Regions from separate parts of the Rattus norvegicus genome. Here region 2 is linked to region 1. The links are chromatin contacts, called in public Hi-C maps. All regions are on one chromosome and are shown on one strand. Each heading gives the region's core, a stretch centred on a gene start, on an enhancer-like site or on the middle of the called end of the contact. The rest is flanking DNA. Distances are from core to core; before and after follow the strand shown. Region 1 holds the start of Cbx1 (chromobox 1). Region 2 overlaps Copz2 (COPI coat complex subunit zeta 2).

The links. Hi-C and Micro-C count contacts between places; a contact is called where the count stands out from the background.
Region 2: a Hi-C map of the A7r5 cell line shows a contact between it and region 1, with 6 times the contacts expected there. The contact joins the enhancer-like site here to the promoter of Cbx1 in region 1. A contact is called at or near these places in 6 of 12 Hi-C or Micro-C datasets (the A7r5 cell line, the Rat2 cell line, frontal cortex and 2 more).

What each region holds. Positions count from the first base shown.
Region 1 is chr10:82,265,168-82,268,766 of GRCr8, reverse strand. Cbx1 (chromobox 1) reads right to left here and starts at 2,005. Exons shown (of 5, transcript NM_001398806.1): 1 at 1,785-2,005.
Region 2 is chr10:82,340,966-82,344,620 of GRCr8, reverse strand. It overlaps Copz2 (COPI coat complex subunit zeta 2), which reads right to left. Exons shown (of 9, transcript NM_001108294.1): 9 at 2,662-2,989. The coding sequence ends at 2,942. Among named protein-coding and RNA genes, the nearest start is that of Mir152, 13 kb to the right of the region's middle. Within about 2 kb of position 2,295, at least 44 of the 93 cell types and tissues checked have an H3K27ac peak or open chromatin away from gene starts, as enhancers often do. A contact at or near this core is called in the A7r5 cell line, where this site is marked.

The sequences.
Region 1 (3,599 bases), core at 756-3,255:
TGAGATCTGATGCTCTCTGCTGGTGTGTCTGAAGACAGGGACAGTGTACTCATATACATAAAATAAAAAAAAAATAAAAAAAAGTGACTAGATAGAAAATTAGAAATGCTTTCACTGCCCAAATCTTTTAAGGAACATATGACTCTTTTCCCTAGGCCTTGAACTTCTGCTGCTCCTGCCTCTACCCCCCAAATGCTGGCTGTACTCACAGATAACTGGGCTCTTTTCAACACACCACCTCCCATATATGCCTAGAGAGCATCCAAGGAAGAGCACAGGCACCAATATCCTGATTATAGTCATACATCTATCAGAAAACCTTAGATCTTTTGATTAACACAAAACTGGAGAGGACACTATATTCTAGTGTAACTAGTATATAATATATATAACTAGTATATAATTTTTAAGACTTTTTATGGCACTGAAACATAACTCAGTGGTAGACAACTTGCATGTGTGCAAGGTCCTCAGTACCAAATACCGAAATGAGTTCCATATTTCTTTCTTTCTTTTTTTTTTTTTTTTTTTTGGTTCTTTTTTTTTCGGAGCTGGGGACCGAACCCAGGGCCTTGCGCTTCCTAGGTAAGCGCTCTACCACTGAGCTAAATCCCCAGCCCCGAGTTCCATATTTCATATACTGTGTTTCAGTATAAAACTATTTTCGATGCCTGTGGGCATGCAGGACCTGCTTTCTTTGGTCCCTGCCATACCCCACTTGTCAATCAGAGGACAATTTTGTGAAGTCAACTCTTTCTTTCCACCTTTACCTGGATCCTAAGAGTTAAATTGAGGCTTACACAGCAAGAACCTTTTTTATCTGATGAGTCTTGCCTCATACAGCCTCCCTACTCACAATAAAGACCTATTAAAGGCAGAAAGTGGCCTTTTCACCCTTGACTCCTCTGGTAGCCAAGGAAGGCCTTAAATTTCCGATCCACCGGTTTCCAGCTCCCAAGTGCTAAGATTACAGGTACAGGCCATCACACCCAGCCTAATTTATGGGATACTGGGGATTGAATCCAGGGGTTTGCGGCAGGGTAGGCAAACATTCTACCAACTAAGCTACACACCCCCAAGTACCCCTTTTTTCTTCCACATTTGACATGGACACGTTAGACTTCTACCCTACTTACCCCAGCAACTCCACTTTTAGACAAGGTCAAGAAAATGTCTGACCCTTCACCCCAAGACAGGTTCAACAAATCTCTTCCCCGTTAGCACACCCGGAGCAGCCCACGTCCAATTTTACTGGAAATTACTTTTTCATAACTCTGGCAAGAGAAATTTCTCTGATAGTGGCAATTGAACCCAATATCCTCAGGTTTCTTTTTCTTTCCTCCAAGTGCTAAGGGGATTGCCCGCGATTGCCACCGTGTCCACTCTCTCAGGTTACACTTCTAAACCTTTAGTGTACGAAGTCGTGATCCTTGCCACGCACACCCAAAGTACCAAGCCTGTCTCCTTATGGACGTCCCAAAGTTTTCTTCCTTCTCCCGCCCAACTCCAGAGTTGCTGAGCCGGGTCAAACGCTCCTCGTCTAGTTCTTGAAAAGCTAACCCTCCGATGGCTCCGCTCCTCAGGAACCACTCCGCGCCCGGACTCTGGATTCACTGCCCCGCCCTCTCCACGCTCCCGCAGACCGCGAGCTCTGCGCGGGAAACCGACCGGTCGGGCGCTGGGCCGCGTCCCCAGCTCCTGTCTCCACTCTTCCGTTAGCGGCCCGCGCTCGCCCGCGGCCTCCCGCCGTCGCTCCCCCTCCCGCTTCCAGCCCGCCTCTTCACCTCGTAGCAGCGCCCGACAGTCCGAGAGGAATCGGTGTCGCGCTTCTTGCGCGTTGCGTCAGGCGGTCCCAGGGAGTAGCACCCAGAGGAGCAAACAGCCGTGTGGCCTCAAGTCGGTCGTCCAGATGAAGCGGCGTACCGCAGGCCCGGCCAACGGCCCTCCCCTCAGCCGAACAAAAGAGATTCTCACTCTGCGCGGCCCGCCGCCTGCACTGCGCAGACGCGACGACCCGCCGCAGGGCAACTTGGGATTCAGAGTCGGCCCGAAACTACAAATCCCAGAGTGCCGCGAATCCCGCGCCGCCCACCTCCACTTTCAGGAGTTGTAGAGTTTTCTTTGTAGTTTCTTTTTTTTAACTTTCTGGAAAGGCGAAGTCGACTGTTTTGAACACATAACTCTACAGCCTAGAAAATTACTGGGTAATGGTGGGGTTTGTTTGTTTAATAACAGGGTACGTAGCCCAGCTGGCTTCGGAAGTTGTGGCCTTTCAATTGCTTCAAACCTCAGAGTGCTGGATTTCAGGGGCATGCTAGTACTCCTTGCTCAGTCTACAAAATTAGGACACGGGGGTTTGGAAACTAACACGTTGATGTTTGGTCACTCTGCACTTAAAAGAAAAATCTTATCATATTCGTTACCTGAGATTTATCAAATCTCCACCTTCAATAATGTCCAGCAAGCTTATCTATTATTGCCACCTAGAAGAGGTTCCTACCTCACAGTTTGAATCAGTATTCCGTTCAGAAAGTTAAACCTCTAGGTAGACACCATCGCCACTTTCTTAATTTTCTTTTTTTCTCTCCCCCTCCTTTTTTCTTGTTTCACTTTAGTTGTTTTTGTTGAGTGGACAGGGTCTCAAGGAAGCACTTAAACGCCTGATCTTCCTGCTTCCACTTCCCAAATGCGGAGATTACAGACATGTGCCACCACATGCAAAACTTTCCCTTTGTTGTCCTTGCCAGTGGGCGACTTTCATGGTGATTTCTTCATCTCCATGAACAAACTTTATCAAACTAGAGAAACAGAACTAAGCAAAAGGCACGACTGTCATTCTTTAACAAGTGCACTAGTTGTGATTCAGGTAGGTTGCTGCTGCTAATTGTTGGGCTGGGAACTCCAGTAAGGACAGAAGACTCATTGTATCCGCCACACTCAGTAAAGTCCTGTGCTTATTGCTAGCATGCATACGGTCATGCTTTGACTCTCAGTATTTATTGGTAAAAATTCATTGATAGTCGGTTTAAGTGAATATATGAGATGTCCAACAGATAATAGAACTGATCAAATTTTCCAAGACCTCTTGTACTAGTACTCAGGATTAAGGCAGGAGGATTGTTGTGAGTTTAAGAGAGGCTTAGGCTATGTAAGGAGTACCAGGCCAGCCTAGGTTATAGAATGAGAGCATGTCTCAAAAAACCAAAACAAGGACAACTTTCCTGTTCAAAAAACTTAAGACAAAAGAAAAAGAGAGATTAGCTTCACAATATCATACAAAAATCAGTCAAAAGAGTCTGATTCTTCCTGAAAATACTTGGGTCAAGCCTCCAAAACCAGGCGGCAACCCATGCATTCTGGATAACTTTAATAGTGACAATACTAGGGGCTGGAGAGATGGCTCAGTGGTTAAGAGCACTGACTGCTCTTCCAGAGGTCCTGAGTTCAATTCCCAGCAACCACATGGTTACTCACAACCATCCGTAATGGGATCTGATGCCCTCTTCCGGTGTGTGTCTGAAGACAGCTATAATGTACTCATATATAATAAATAAATAAATCTTTAAAAAAAACTTAGTTTTGTTCTATCTTGTATTGGT
Region 2 (3,655 bases), core at 1,046-3,545, 76 kb before region 1:
TGCCCCACCTTTCTGCCAGCCAATTAGAGGAAGGCAGGAGGACCACTGTGTGTGTGTGTGTGTGTGTGTGTGTGTGTGTGTGTGTGTGTGTGTGTGTGTGTGTGTGTGTGTGTGTGTGTGTTTGAGTTTGTACTTCCTCCTGTGTCCTCTGGCTAGGTGAGCCTACGTTCCTGAGGTCACAATTTCTGACCCAGTGCTAATTCAGTTGCAGGAAAAAGGGTGGCCCTAAAGCTCCTTTCCCGAACATGCTCAGAAGCTGCTGGGTCTTCCCTTACGGCACCGAGGGGCAAGACAAGGAAGGATGCTAGGAGTAAGGCAAGCCCTGGCTCGGAACCGCGGACGCCCTTCCCGAAATCCCTCAGGCTTTGTCCAGTAGTCGGGCTGATGAGGCTATCATCTGGGGAAGCTGGTGCAGCGGCCAAGGTGCCGGGCCTGCCAGGTCAGCCAGGCCTGCTGTCTAGGCGGCTCCAGCTGTATGCAGCAAGCGAGAGGTGGGCGGGAGACACGGTAGCCAGAAGACTGGAGCTGCAGACTTGGGGTCCTCTCTGCGCTATCCGTCATCTCCCCTTCCTCCAACCGCTGCTTTGCTAACCCCCTTCCTATGGGATCAGGGTAGCCTTTAGCCATAGCAAGCTAAGGGACACTTTCTTGTCATTCTTACTCATCTGTAGCCCAGCCTGATCTCAAACACAGTATAGTTAGAAAATGACCTTACATCGCTTCTCGGCCTTTTGGCTAAGATCAAGTGTAGAAAATGACCTTACATTTCTGATTCTCCAGCTTCTACCTCTCGAGAGACCAGATTATAGGCTTGTATGTTCCACACCCTCTGGGACCAAGTGTGAGTAAGAAATTCAGATATTGTAGGATAATGAGGAGGTTACTGTCTACAGAGCAGAAGCTGCCACACATAACTTGAGACTTTTAGGGCCTCAGTGTACTCCTTAATAAAAAGCAGACAGCAACCTATAGTTCGAAGAGTTGAGTGAGTCAGCTCTTCGTGAAGCTCCTAGCTTCTGCCTGGTGCTTCCCATTCCTATCCTCGCACAACTGAAATTGCAGGACCAAGCCAAGTCAGGAGGGGTTGCCAGGAAGCAGTTTACTCCTCCAGGCCTTGGCGCCATCCTAGGGAACATGGATGGAGCCAAGCTCTAAGGGTGGCCGAATATTTGAGCAGTATTTCCAAAGAACTTCCCATCACCACACAGGCCCCCTAATTCCACAATTTTATTGTGCCCTCTTTCCTCTCTCCCAGGGTTTTCTTTTTGCAACTGGGGGCTGTGTGCACAGCGACTCTGGAAAGACACTATAGTAAGCGTTTACAATGAGTAGATTTGCATCCCCGTATCTTCGCCAAGTTCTCTAATTACAGACGTAGTCAAATTCGGTATAAATATCTGGTCTGTTTTGTTTTGTTTTTAGGTAGTGTCTCACGCAACCTAGGCTGGTCTCCCACGCTCACGGCCTGGAAATGGCAACGACGGAGATAGGCTTTTATTAAGATCCAAGGCTCACCACTATTTTATTACAGCGGCTACCAAAAAGCTCTGAGTTGAGAGAGAAGTCACGGGAAGTCACGCGTGATGGTTGCTAAGGCAACGTACAGGCGCTGGTGTCAGAGATCAGGGAGAAACACCCGGAAGAGGGTCCGTTCCATCTCAGGGGCGGAGTTAATTAAGGCCTAGGACCCGGAGGCGTGCCCGTAGCATCCTCCAGGTGGCGCTGTAGGACCACGGATGCGGTGCGGGGGCGGAGCTTCCTGCTTCCCGACGTTCCTGTGGGGGGCGGGGGGCGGGGCGGGGCGGGGCGGGGCGGGGCGGGGCGTGGGAGCCAGCTGCTGAAAACTTCAAGGTATCCAAGAGGATGACACCCCACGCTGCTGTAAAAGAATCCGCGGCGTGGAGACGCCGAAAGCGTACGGGTCACAGAAAAACCGGGGGAAAGTTCAGAGACTGGGACTAGGATAGGAAGCGGGGATCGGGATGCTCAGAAAGTTTATTCATCTCCATCCTTGAGGTTTGTCGCCATGAATCTCCTCCGATGGTCGCCTCTCTGGCTACCCCTGTCCATCCCTCCCCCGACCCCCATCCTTCGCAGCTTCGTAGATACGCGGATGCTCTGCCCACACTCACAGTGGGCACCATTCGGTGCCTCCTCGCCCCCAGATAGCCAGCAAATTATAGGGCTCTACTGCCCAGGACCTGAGCCAAAATAAGAATTCCGCGGTCCCAGGCACGCCAAGGAAAATAGCTAAACAGTTCCTCGGTTTGTCAAAGTTAGCCTGACTCCCTTCCTTTCTGGAGGCTAGAAATGGAAAAAATGACTCAAGGAATCCTAGTGGAGCCTCCCTGTGGGTACTGTACACACAAAACGGGGAAGCCATCTTCGCTTCCCTTTTTCCTGGAAGAATATTATTATTCCTGTCATTGTTACCATGCCTCACCATCGTCTTTAACCGTTCAACCAAGCATGGAAACACCAGGCTATCAGTGTTGCACCCCTCCTTGTGTTAAATACATCCCTTTCCCTTGACCTATTCCAACGCCATTCACAGGTAACACACACACACACACACACACACACACACACACACACACACACATACACACACACACACACACACACGCTTACACACTCACTCCAAAGTCAAGAAAGGCAGTCTTTGGGGAAAAATTGGAAGTTTATTAAGTCCTAGGACTGAGATGTCAGAGGTCCAAGGGGAGGCAATTTTGCTGGTTCCCATGACCCCAGGGGCAGGCCGGGACGCTGAGCAAGGATGACAGAACTGGGGCCAAGCTTTTGGGTCTCAGAATCCCTGGCACGAGGCCTCAGGGAGAGAGGCCGGAGAAGGCAGGGTGGTCTCTCTTGCCTCTTGACATTTTGGGGCTTACGCAGGGACCGGCAAAGGTTCTCTGGGAAAGGAGCCTTGACTCCAAGGTCTTCATTTCAATAACGACCACTTAATTTGTTCCTTGGCTGACTGAAGAACCTGAGGTGAGAGATGTGAGAAATATTTGAAAAATATCAGTGATGCTTTATTGGAGGTCGACCAGGGCGCCTCCCGAGCCCCGGCCACTAGGTGGCAGCAGCTTGCCTCTTCTCAGTTTAAATGAGCCGAGGCTTTGGAGGATAGGGCCGGTCTAGAGGGCTTCTTCCAAACCCTAGCTGGCTACCTCCCAACTATGGGTGAGGCGGTGGCCCCTGCGTCCCCCAAGCCATATCAGGCCACAGTAGTGCCTCCTCACCGCGCCATCAAGCAAGCAGAGACTCGATCCAGGCAGGCTCAACCACGCCTGTGCTCAGATACTTGACACCTTAACAAACCCGTGGCTTTGATCGGGTGTGTTTTCAGCACCCCATCCCATTTGCTGATGTGGCAAAGCTGTCAGGTGTATCTGCCCCTACTGCCAAGAAAAACCTTCTCAGCCCAGCGTGTGCCCATACCTGTGCCACTGTGCACACAAGATGCGAACACATCAGGGACCACGGGACACTCAGACTGCCTCTCTGTGCATTAAGCCTCCCCCAAATTGTACACCCCACACTGTGTATCTCCCTTCTTGCTGGGAACAGCGAAGTTCCTGAATCTCTCCTAGGGAAGTCCTTTCTCCGCATTCCATTTTGTGTTCCTACTATAACCTTCGTGCTTATTTAA